2 separate regions of the Arachis hypogaea genome follow, and region 1 is linked to region 2. The links are chromatin contacts, called in public Hi-C maps. All regions are on one chromosome and are shown on one strand. The core of a region is the stretch at or near the end of the contact, and the rest is flanking DNA. Distances in the headings are between cores, read along the strand shown. Region 1 holds the start of LOC140174999. Region 2 overlaps LOC112711508.

Region 1 (6,445 bases), core at 3,919-6,418, 71 kb after region 2:
CAAAGGTGGTTAACCATCATTGATATATATAAAAGCGCAACAAAATATATAATAATAGTATAGGAAAAAAGATTTTTTAAAGTGGAGCAAAAATGTAAGTTGGACTATATCAATTTTTAGCAAAGATAACGTGTCCGTTATAAAAAGAAAATTTCGACCTCTAATTATTTTATTTTAGGACAATACGAATTATTTATTAAAAAATTAGTCAAAAATAATAATATAAATTAATTTTGTAGAAATTTTTATTTGTAATATGGGAGATTTTAAATTATTATAAATTATTAATAAGTTTATTTTTAAAAAAAAAATTTATCTGTATGTATTATTTAAGTGGAGAAAGCAACTATGGTTAGAAGTGGTGTCGCAAAAAAAAATAATAATTACAATATAAAAATCTTTCGAAATAAAAAAATAATGTCGAACAAGAAATGAGAGAAGAGAATGGTCATAAATGGTGATATTGATAATATTAGTATTAGTATTAATGATAATAGAAAAAATATTGATAATAATAAAATATGATTGCACAATAGAAATATAATTAAAATAGAAATTATAATGACGAAGATGGATGAGATGTCGATAATAGTAATGGTGGTGATAATAATTGGTTCTATTATTGAAAAAAAATTTAAGAGTTTAAAACCTCCCACAAAATCAATACCATTACTATTTAACAATTCTTTTACAAAAGGTTAATATTGTACTAAAATAAAAAAAAAATTAAAGGTTCAAAGTGTCCTTCTTTTTATAAAGAATCACGTTGTCCTTCACAAGAGTGGACAGAAACTGAATTGAATTTTTAATTTTTAAAATAAAAAAATTGGTAAATTTATAAAATAAAAAATTATTATTGAATTTATAATTTTTATCATATATAAATTCTATTATTTAATTTTAAAAACAATTAGATATTTATTTTGTGACATATATAAATTTAATCCACTTGCAAGTATATTTTGTTGGACCTTCCTTCTCATCAAATCAAAGAATTTCTCTCATTTAATTTTTCTCCCCTATCTTATTTTCCTTTTTAGGATGAAAAAAACTGTATACGGCTAAAGAAGCAACTGAAAGAAGATAAGCATGATGACACAAATGAAGTGAGAAGTGAGAAGATTAGCCAAGTAGTGTTGATGCATGTGAGATGTGACAATAAAGGAAGCCTTCAAATATAATCTAACTTGGAGATTCAAAATTGTTTCACTTCAAAAAGCTTTAAGACAACAAAAACATTGTTTGACAACAGTAAAATGATTATTATCTTATGTAGGAATTTAAGACTACTCATGAATACACCATATGGCTTCTTCTCCAGCTGTATATTATTCCAACAACTACAAAAAACAGCATGTGTAAATATTATTTGAAATAATTTTGAATTTGCATTTATATATGCCTTTAATTAATTTAATTTATAGTTCGGCAGACATATATGGGCAATAAAGCTGGCCAATGAAGATGATATATGATGAACCTAGCTAAATCATCATCATACTATTTTGTTTCCTAGCTATATGAAAGAATAAATTACATCGGTGATGTTGCTACCACACAAATTATTCACCCAAAAGAAAAAATTGATTTGATATCTATAGTCATTATCCATGTAATAATAATGGTTTCTTATGAATAATTTGGGTTGGTCGAGTGTTCAGCTTATTCGTCCGTTTAAGTAAGTGTTAGGAGTTTAAATCTCATATTATGTATACAATAATTTATTGGCCAATAACAAACTTTTAAATAAAATTTAGATCCGCGATGAATTAATACTTTATCTATCAAACTAGATAAAAAATAATGGCCTCTTATTATTGCAATAGGTGTTTTTTCTCTCGTGATTAAATTGATTATTTGAGCCCAATAAATAAACACAAACAAACAAAAATTGATTATTTGAAAGAAAATGTTTCTTGGCCGAGTATATCGCACCATTCAACACGCATTTGTCTAATTCCTAAATCAACATGCCGTACTGGTTCAGAAATAATGTGATCATGTTTGTTTTTGGATAAATAAGGAAACAATATATAGAAAAACTAATAGTCTGCTAACATGTTTTATATCATTGATTTTGAATGGTGATCTTAATTATTTAATTGGGACTAAACACACAAATGGAAGATTAACATTTGTAAGTTAATAACCCCATTTAGTTTAGAAATATAAATTATGAGTACAATATAATACTTTAGTCAAGCTAAACAATGTTGCAGGCGAAATAATTTAATCTAAAATTTTATCAATAATTTTAACGTATATTGCTCCATAATTTCATATCAAATACCCTCTTATTTTACTTAATTTGACATACTAAGTAATATATCATCTAATTATTATACATTTAGGAGTCCTTAAAAAATTATGCCTAAGTCAATTTAGTAATAAAATGATTTGATGTTTTAATTGGATCATCAAAAGGAGAATAAATTTTCTGAATTTTTTTTTAATAATTAAAAGAGTGTAATTTTTTATTATTAATTTTATAAATAGGACTAAAAAAATATAAAAATATATTAAAATATTAAAAATTATACTTTATTTTTTCGATTGTTAAAAAAATGAAGAGAATTCATTTCGTTTTCGTCAAAAGATACTCGGTAAATCATATTGATTTTTAAAATATGTTTTAATTTTATCTGCCATGACAGGTGGCATGTTAAAATTATAAAATATATTAAATTTTGGTGAGTTTTATAGTATTTTTGTTATAATGTCTAAATTACCTAACTTACTTTTTAAAATAAAAAATAAAATATTTAAAGTAGAAAGTAAATCATACAAAATTTATTAAATATTATTTATTTATCTTTTTTAATAACTTAAGTACAATATGATAGGCACCATAACATTTACTTTAAATTTTATTTCACATGTCTACCGTATTTTAAGAAAAAATTAATTGAAATGACTAATTTAACTCACATTAATATTCCTTAGAAATCAAATTGAGTCATCTTTTCGAAAGATCAAATTAACTTTTGCGTGATCTTTCATAGATCATTTTGTGCATTAACCTTCTATACTTATATTTATAAAATTGTGACTGATAGAGTTAAACATAGTTAGAAATTTGTTTTTCCAAATACAATAATACACGGATTTTGACATAAACACAAAACACGACATAAAATATATCGATACATAAATTTTAAAATTTAATAACATGCAGAAATATGCATATAAATAAAATATAAAATAATTTTTTAAATAAATTGTAATGATATTTTAATTTTATTAATATTAAAACATAAAGTAATTTTTTAATTATTTTAATATTTCATTTTAATTATATAAAGTATTTAAAATATTTTTTATTTTAACAAATAATATTATATACTATTTTTAAATTTATTTTAAGAATACATTTTAAGAATAAAGTTGGATACACTGACATGTAATGATATTTAGTTTTCAAACTTGTCCAGAGAATAATTTTTAATTTTTATTAAGATACTGTTGAACACAGTAGACATGCGTGTCGGACGAGTGTCAATGAATATTGTGTTCGAAATGTGTTCGACACGCGGACACCGTAATTCAACGAAGTATTTATACTTTATAAAGATAACCAAATTTACAATGGGTTGTTGCAGGTGGAATTCAAACTTCCAAAACTTACTTAAACGGATGAGTGAGTTGACTACTTGTTGAAGGTGAGTTGATTTGCTTTGTTTCTTGTTTAAACCCCTAAAGAGTGGGTGTGAAGAATGATGAAGTGAATGAGTGCATACAAAGAAAGGAGGGGAGGGTGCGAGTGAGAGGGGCCGTGGGAGACGGGCTCAGAATCAACCTAAAAAGATGGGTCCATCTTTGATTAATATGTGAGAAGCCCATCTCCAATATATGCCTCATCATTCATCACAAGGACATAGGAATCTAATGATGAGGGAATTGAGGATGCCACAAATGATTAAGTTAAAAGATTTACAAAACCAAATATGATAAGAGGGTTTGATCAATAGTATGTAGTATGTAGTATATATAGTAGTTTCTAACGTGAATGTGACTGACTCATGAATCATTGTCACCGCAAAAAATGGCATACTTCGCTTCCCATGTCCACAGCTTCATTAAGCTAAGAAAATGAGTCAAAGAGTGGTGCTTCACTAATCAGGGAATTACTCTTTCGTAAACCTTTGGACTGCAGTTGGAATACCTGAAGGGAACTCTGATACTAAAGTCAGTAGGTGTTTTAGTGAAGTGTGGATAAAAAACTGAATTAAAATACTTGAAGATTGTCGTTTATTTTTTTGACAGAGAGAATGGGCTTAGAAACCCAAAGAAGAGAACCAACACAATTACATCACTTGAGTCACAAATTAGAGATTTCTCTACTGAATCAAGATTGGACCCTGATCGAACCATTAAGTTGTTAAGCTTGTTAGGCCAGGTCGGCTGAAATGGCGCAAGTTGGCCTTTTTTTACCTGTAGCGTACGTTTGGGCCTCAAATACTTTGGGTCTTTTTACAAACAGAATTATTTTCAACATTTAATCTTGTTTAATTTTATTTCTAAAATTGAAAATAAATATCAATTTTTTTGTATAGTTAATTTTTTTGTTAATCAAAGATTAATAATCTTTTTTATTATTGTTTTACCTCTTATCAATACTTTCTATCCTTCCCATTATCATCACCGTCGTCCCCACAATCCTTCCCCTACTCTACCCCTCAGCCATCATCATCAACATGGTGAACTAGTGGTAGTGGAACATGGGTGATGGTAATTGACAATGAGTTAAACACTAAAGTGGTCCCTGAGATTCATAAAATGCACCGATTCAGTTCCTGAGTTTCTAATTGCATAAATTTAGTCCTCCAGATTGAAAAAAATGCATCAAGTTAGTCTCCCGCATATTTTCCGGCCAGATTCCTTACCGCCGGGAGTGACGTGGCGAATGAGTGCCACGCTGGATGAACGAAAACGACGTCGTATTGGGTTTTGGCGCTAAATCCACTAATAGACGACACCGTTTCAACTCAGCATCTACAAAACTTTCAAACCCCCTCCCCCAATATTCAAAGATCACTTCGTCTTCTTCATCTCCTGCGAACTGAAACCATCAAACCCTGGCATTCTAGACTCCTGTCATGACTTTTCGAAGTGAAACAATCTGGAGTTCAGTGGAACCTCTTCATCGTTGGCTGAAGATCGGTGAAGGAAGGAGCAAAGATTCTGCCTGAAATCTCCTGTGACACAGGTAGGCATGCAGAATATTACATAGTATTTTTCTGTTCTACGTAATGGTAAGGTATCGTACATTATGGATTTTACTCGGGAATTTGGTGTAGATTGATGGGAAACCATGGATGCTATGTTAGTGGATAGGGTTTTCGCATTGGGTGGTGCGGGTAGGGGTAATCGGAATGCTCTGTTTTCAAACCGAAAATATGAAATTTCTATAATGGCATGGTGACTGAAGTAGTTGTTAGTTAGGGATTTTGGCATATGATCTGTTGTTGATTGTGGATTCTATATTTTAGTAAAAATGTTGTATATTTTTTTTTCCAATACAGATGGAGAAGTTGCTGGATATAATGTTCTATCATGGTAGAACGTTTAAGAAGAATGCTGATGGAAAGTTGGTTTACTCACCTGACAATAAAGCTTGCTTAGGTGATTTAGATGAGAATAGACTTGATGTCTTCTTCATCAGGAACTATTTCAAGGAGTTGGGATATGACAAGGTAATTGAGTGTTGGTGGCTGGTTCCGGAGAGGAGCTTGGAGTACACCTGCAACATCGGGAGTACACTGGGAGTACACCTGCACCTGAAGCAACCAACAGTACCAATCCGGCAACATCGGCAGCTGACATTCCACCCCCAGTGTCTGGACCGCAAGCTGAAGAGGTTGAATTATCCCAACCAAGCTATGGTGGAACACAAGATGAGGTATAAAATGTCCCAAATGATTTGTTGTTCATAATCCTATATTTAACTCCCCTTTTTACAGTAACTCATTTAACTTATTACACTTCAAGCAGGCACCACCACCAGCAACAAAGCCACCTAAGTTACCAACTACTAAACGGAAGACCACACCACAACCAGTAACTTCTTCTGTTGATCCCATGCAAGGAGCAACTGCAGCCACAGCTTCAAGATTGGAAAGGTTCATGAAGATGGTTCCAACACCTCAGTTCAAGGCACCAAGAAAGAAGAACCCTTGATTAGGATGTTGTAGCAGCTGCTTTAACAACATATATGGGATTTGGGCATTGGTTGATATTTTGGATTTTTTGTTACCTCTCTTAGGGAATGGCTCTTATGTAGACTGTATGGTTTATTTTGATTTTCTGGTAGTAGATAATTTAACAGAGTTTATGCTTGAAGGTAGCTTGTTTCAGTCTGTTTATCCTTATGTGGACAACTGCAACTATGTTACATTGACAATGTCTTGTTTATAATCTACAAAACTACTATTATCAATTTACATTT
Region 2 (7,283 bases), core at 416-2,915:
TAAATTAAAGCTCATACCTTGTAACGATAAATATTTATTTTTGGATGCACTGTAAATTTAGATGCCTGTAAGTTAAATTTCATTAATGTACGTGAGAGCACTAATGGGACATTTGGCTTATGCATAGAGTTTGTTTTATTAATTCTCCACTTTGAACATGATATTTCCTCTTTCAGACAGTTACTCATGCTACTTTTATTTCAGGAATACGAGATTAAGGAGACCTCAGATGAATATCTGGCTTTACATCCCGTAGGTGGTTCTAAGAAGCAACCTTCCTTGCTAGAAGAGCATTTTGAACCTGCTGAGTCGGATGATGATCAAAGTGAAAGTGAGACTGATGTATCAGCATCATCAGAAGATGAACTTTCGAAACCTCGGGTACCAAGGTAAAGAATCTATTACCAATTTGCAGAGGCTCTTATCAATCAGGATTTGGTGCTTTCTATCCAGTTATTATAATAAAAGAGTCTAGTTTTCATCATCTATGAAATCAAGTTCTTTACCCTATTGGCTGCCTGTTTATGGAACATGCCAATTCCTTTATGTTTTTTTTTTTATTCTTTGTTGATTCTTAATTACTGAGATAATTTTCCTTATATGCACAGAATGTATGAAGTTAAGAATGAGCAGCACGCAGAGGCGTTCTGGAGTCAGAAGTCACTTGCTGGTGAGGAATCACTTCCTATGGGGGATAGAGTGGCAGCTCTCAAAGATCAACAATATTCTCGTAGTGTACCGAATGGTGTTAAGCAGGGTCCAGGAGGATCGCGGGAAATAACTTTCACAGCGAGAAGCAAAGCCAAGTACAGAGAAGACGACGAGGATCAAGAAAAGCCACACCAGAAAAGGAGAGGAGTTCAGTCTTTGGGACTTAAGCCGCCAAGAGGAGGAGGCTTTCGCGGTAGAGGGAATAGAGGGAACCGTGGCAATGGCAGAAGAGGACGGAGATAATGCCCTTTCACTCTCTTAAAGTATAATATCATTTGATTCTTTAAATATGATTTTGCTTCATTTTTCTTTTTCATTAAAAATGTTTAGGCTGGGTGGAGGGATGGAATTAGTCTTAAGTTCTAATGTTGCTTAACTTTTATAGTCCACTCGCCATTTCTATGGCACATATAAAGGGCTTAAGGCACTAATTGGCATGGCTTTAGGGCATTTTTGTTGTATTATATTTCATTTATTACGTGCTTAATGGAATTAACGACAGTAATTAGAATGGCCATTTTAAAGTTTTACTGGACTAAAATTGAAAGAAAAATTTATATATGGATTAAGAACTTATTTATGCATATAACATATATGGTGAAAGTGTTATCCTATTTTGTTATTAGATCTACCATGATATTGGACATAAAATCTCAATGAGTTCATTGCAGTCTTTTAAGGAGATGTTTGGCAACTTTCAAAATCTACATATATACAATAAAACAGAAACGGTTATGTAAGAAACGAATTAATTTCTTCGTCAACAGTTTAGTTTCACACATGAAAATTAATTCAAAATTACAAAAAGAAATAGGTATCAGCATCGAAAGGTGGTGTTTCCAGGCATTGCGTTTTGGTTGTTGGCGGCATGGGTGCATGGTGGTAGTCATCGGCAATGGTTGATCGTTGTTGAACGGGTAGCTAGTGACCGTGGGGCAAGAGGTGGTTGCTAGTGGTGGTAGTTGCTGGAAAGGCAGTGGTTGCCAATGCTAAGTAGTTGTTGGTGGTTGTAAGGGTAGGTAGGTCATCGGTAGTCGTCGACAACTAGCAGTGGTTGTTGGTGGGGATGGTGGTTGCCAGGTATCGTCGGTGGTCATATATCGGCAACAAGTAGTGGTTGTAGTTTTGGTGGTTAGCAGTAGCAAAAGGAAGTAAAATAAAGTAGAGAGAAAATTGGGCTTAATTAAATCTAATGAAAATTCCTTAATCTATTTGTGAAGTAAACAAATAATAATATGAAAAGACTAGGTATCAAGCGGATTTTGGGCCAAACACTTTCTTAGCATTGTTCATGTGTGTATATTGAAATGATTTTGAGTTTCTTTTTATGTGTTTAATGTTATTCCCAAGTCAAGTTTTTATATTGTACAAAAAAAAAAAATTAATTAAATTTATGTAATTTAAACCTTTCTACGAAAGTTTTAGTTTAAAAAAAAAATATGTAATTAGGTTTCTAAGCTCTTTGAAAGAAATAATTAGAAAAAGAATATAATCCATTCCCATTTCTAATGAAGTAGTACTAATTTTTTTTTTACCACATGATTATGTATTATTAGTTCTTTAACTAGAATATATATATTTTTTCAATTGATGTTGTTAAATGTGACATTTTACTCGGTAACATCTTCTCTTTATACATATTAAAAAAATGTAAAATGATGGAAAATATACTTAATAATAGCATCGATAGAGAGGATTCAATATTTTTTAGTTAAGAAGCAGAGGAATGAATTTGCCTGGCTATGCTGAAACAAAAGGAATCCTTACTAACTTACAAGCATGTCAAATTTTGAGACAACACCTTCCATTTCACTTTCCCAATAACACTTTTCTTTTTCTATGCTCCCTCATTAATCAATACATACAGGAGAATACTATGTATGCCATATGTTCTTTTCTTCTTCCCTATGCTTTCTCTCTTTCTCCTTCCTTTTTTATTTTAATTATATTTTCTTCCCCTATAGTCTTGCTTGTAGGATTCTATACTAATAATACTGTACCATTCTTCTCTTCCGGCATTAAAGGAATTTCCAACAAAGGTAACAATTAATACCATTCAGACCCTAATGCTTCTAAGTATATTAGTAGTATGCTTTGGAGTAGCATCTTTTAATTAATATTTGCATGCTATCACGTTTTCTTGTAGGATTGGATTAGATAATATTTTTAATATATAATTATTTAGTTACATAATTAGTAATTAGTTGGCAATGAGTAATGCCTACCACTTGTGTTGTGTTTGTAATTAATTACTGTTATTGATCATATCAATGTGTTATTGTTTTTTCTTCTTATGGATTTTTATATTATATTAGTATTTCATATTGTTCTAGCTAGACAAGCAAATCGGTTGCTTATCATTTGCGAATCTGATTCTGGTGAATTTAAAAATGGTAATTATTTCATTAAGTATGTAATAAGTATCATTCATTTTATGTTAACATATAATAAAAATAAACTAATCTCAAGATATTTAATTTATTTACTAGAAAAGTTTTTACTGAATATATTAAAAAATGAAAATAATTAGAACTGTTTAGATTTGTTTGTCTAGAAAAAGAACATTTTGCATTTTTATATAGAGCACGTGATAGGTCGTGTTGTGCATCAATTGATATATATTAACTAAAATATGATTTATTATATATATATTTGCATCTTACTTTGTATCTATTAATAGCTTTTAAAGAACATCTTCCCTTTCCTTTTCTAGTTGGGAGAGTATGTAATTTATATTGTGATGGGTATAAAGTTTCATTTGATAGATATAATACGGTATACCTTAATGGTCATTAAAAATAATTATATTAATTAACTATAAAAAAAGTAATAGTATTTTTAACAATTAATAATTGTATAAAAATGTTTAAATAAACATATTTTTGGCAGTCTCCTAATTTTCATAAAAAAACATTTAATATTTTTTATTATAGTCAATAATTATTTGAAAAAAATTATTTTATAAATAAATATTTAATTTGATCTTTAAAAAAGTTTTATCAGACACTTTAATTTCTAACAAAATTTTATTATTCAAAAGTCTTCAAAAACTATTCTCTTTAGACACGTCTGTTTTTCTGTCATTTTGAAGGAGACTAATTTATCTTATATTAATATTTTTGGGATCTAATTATTTTATAATAAAATTTATTAAAAAAATTTTATTTGACACGAATATTAAAAATTTAATTAAAAGCGATGGAGGACTCCAACGAAAATAAATCTCATAGATTTCTAAAAAAATAAAAGGTTCGATCTAATTTTTCTGAAAACCAATTTAAGTATTTACTCTAATTGTTTACAAGAACTATGTTACATTACAAAAACAAAAAAAATAGTCATCAAATAAGACATTCTTATAAAATACGTATTAAATAATATATACATTTATATACAAATATATAATAATGATTATGTTTTTGTGCACATAATTTTTTGTTGTTTGCAAATATTTTTGGCAATTACTTTATTGTAAAAAAATAAAAAAAGACTAGCAACACTTTTACTATCTAAAGTTTATCAAATCATTCCTAATTTCTAAAGTTTAATTAAAAATGGGCACATGTAAAATTACTTTAGGAGATTTAATTTGTAAAAATCAGTAATCACAAAAACCTTAAACTCCTTTTTCTTCATAGATATATTACCTTTAATAAGTAGTTGTATCCAAAAGAGGATGTAGATTGGGAAGAGATATAATAAGGTGTATGGTAGTGTGCTTTTTTCCTACAAAACAAAGAACTTGCAAGTGGGCCCCACATGGCGGTGGATGGATCTATTTGCATTCTCTGGGAATCATTTTTCTTGACAGTGACGCATCCTATGCTCCTGCTGCCAACCGCACACAAACCTTTTTTCTTCTTTTCTTTCACTAACTTAGTTGTAAAAGCCTTAAAAGGTTATAATCTTCATTGAAAATTGTGCTTTAATCCTTCTTTTCTATTTAGCTAATTACAATAATTATCTATGTAGGTCTAAATCTCTAAATTTCATATAGTGGTTCATGTGTCCACTTTTATTTTATTTTATTTTTATTTTTAATGTATGACCTGTATTTCACATTTAGACATTTATTCCTTTTTATCATTGAATCTTACTATTATCATGTATATAACATCAACTTTAATTTATTTAATGTGAAACTAATTAAAGTGATGATAGATAACTTGAAAAATATTTTTATTCATTATTGAAGTATTTCGTGTCAAACAATGATTAATCATTCATTAACTTGTAAACACTTTAATAGATACAATTATTAGTTTACAAATTTAAAATTTTAAAATTATTTAAAAGATAATAAAAATTAATCTAAAATAGTCTAATTTTTTATTTTATAATATTATATGTAATATTTATGAATTACAGATACTATATGCATCAAAATTATGAATATTAAACTAAATAAATTTATTTTGAATTATTGTCTCTTTAATATTATTGTAAACTATTTTTGTGAGCTCTCAATATATTTTTTTTCCCTTATCGCCAGATCACATAATCTTCAGTTAATTATGATGATTAATTTTTCATTTCTAGACATTTGATAGAAATAGAACAATCTAATAAAGTCTCAAAATTTTTCATATTTCAAGAGAAAATTAAACCTTTTAATACCTGGTTAAAAAAATGAAACTCTTTATTATTACTCAATTGGACTCTCAATATATATAAGTCTTAAACGAGAATAAGACTTAAGACCTAATATTTCAATCACTACTCGCTAATTATTTATTATTAAGAAATTTATTGTCCTTGTTAAAACCTCTGCATCCCGAATTATTGAATTTATGATCATAAAGGCTTGAAATATATTTAAAAAAAAAAAGAAATTAAATAAAACTATTTTATGTAATGATTAATTAGCTGAGCAATCAGCATCACTATGTTCCTTACATTGCTTGCATATTCCTCAATTTGATGAATTGATGATGCTGTTACATTGCCTATATATTAATTATTATTTCCCTTTATTCCATATCCAAGTTATCATAAAGCTAAATGTGTCCCTCTTCTACTATTTATAAAGATTATTGGCTTATAGATCAAGTTCCCTACTTTTTCTTTTTTACTACTTGCTTCTTCATTCTTATAACTTAGCTTCCGGATTTATACTCAATCATGTTCACCATCAACTATCACTAAACTTTTTTTTTTTTCTCATTAGTTTATGGTCACGCCTACCTTTTAGGAACCTTAAAGAGTAAAGACAAAGAAACGTAAAAATGAAGCCATGGGGATTGATTAAAAAAATTGTCTATGCACCAAAGTTCACATGACCCTAATTAATTCTGTCACAAAAAAAAAGTCAATTGACATGTATTAACAACTTTTTCACTTAATTTACTTTTTATATACATTTCTTCATGGAGAAAAATGCAATGCTATGGGTACTTTTCTGTAAAAAAAAAAATTAATGGATTTAATAAATAAATGTGGTAAATACTAAATACTTTTTATATTATTTAAATACTGTCCTTGGGGTATTTGTTAAAGTTACATTTAATGAAATAAGTTTAATCATCTCTATAATAAGCACCTTGAAAATTGTAAATTTTTAGGGTTTTAATAATTTTTTAAAATATTATGCATCTGAATCATTCAAAATAATAAATTTGATTAGAGACCTTTTACTAATTTTTATGCATCTACTGCATTGGGATTGCTTTAATTAGCTTGGTAAAAAGGAGTATTGAGTGACACTGAATAGTTCATTAGCACACTTCAAGAAGAATTTTTCCCAAATTCTATAAAACCTTAAAAATATTTTTTTTTTACTTCAATAAATGTATTTTTTTTGGTCAGTCAATAAATGTATAAATACATTAATAATTTAACCTTTTATATTTTTTCTATATTTTTTAATTGATAAATTTATTACCAGATATATATTAACTAAATCCAATAAAATAATTCAAGTTTTTCATCAGCAAATTTAATGAAATCATAAGCAAACTTCAAGATAGTCAACAGCTAACTTTCATATAAAGTTATTATTGTTATTGTTATTGAAAATTCATGCATCAATGCAAGAACAGAAAATTGATCTGAAAAACAATTTGACATTTATTTACATGCACACCATTCATTTATTTAAATTAAATAACCAACGCTATAATAAAAATTTTGTGATTGTTTTAATTTGACTCCATTATTTATATATAGAGATCGATTCCATGTATTGCCTTGTTTGAACGTTTGAGAATGTTATAGCAAAGTTCATAGATCGGTAGCAAATAAAATTACAATTTTGTTCTTATTTGTTAGTTCGTTAATGATAATAATTTAAGATTATTCTTCAAGAGCTTATTAGGCAAATGCATATATATAGTGTAAAGAATATTATATTAGTAACAGTTTTATTAAAATTAACTCATAATTAAATGCCAAGATTTTGTAAAGGACATTTAATTTGCCAACACAAAATTATGAAATATCTGTAAAAAAGTCATTGCAAAAAATGTGATTTATATCAGGTTGGCTTATTAAGATATGGGTAATAAAAATTCAAGTATCACCATCTCCGGAATCTTGCTCTCCTTCGACGTCGGCGTCCTGTAGCTCTCTTCCTC

What was found. Hi-C and Micro-C count contacts between places; a contact is called where the count stands out from the background.
Region 1: a Hi-C map of leaf shows a contact between it and region 2, with 4 times the contacts expected there. The contact joins the promoter of LOC140174999 here to the enhancer-like site in region 2. A contact is called at or near these places in 3 of 8 Hi-C or Micro-C datasets (leaf and an unstated tissue).

The regions. Positions count from the first base shown.
Region 1 is chr9:106,319,610-106,326,054 of arahy.Tifrunner.gnm2.J5K5, forward strand. It overlaps LOC140174999, which reads left to right and starts at 5,169. Exons shown (of 3, transcript XM_072201901.1): 1 at 5,169-5,206; 2 at 5,523-5,899; 3 at 5,992-6,445. The coding sequence starts at 5,523. The coding sequence ends at 6,061.
Region 2 is chr9:106,252,321-106,259,603 of arahy.Tifrunner.gnm2.J5K5, forward strand. LOC112711508 reads left to right here. Exons shown (of 16, transcript XM_025764182.3): 15 at 205-389; 16 at 609-1,228. The coding sequence ends at 954. Among protein-coding and RNA genes, the nearest start is that of LOC112711508, 9.2 kb to the left of the region's middle. Within about 2 kb of position 1,666, at least 2 of the 3 cell types and tissues checked have open chromatin away from gene starts, as enhancers often do.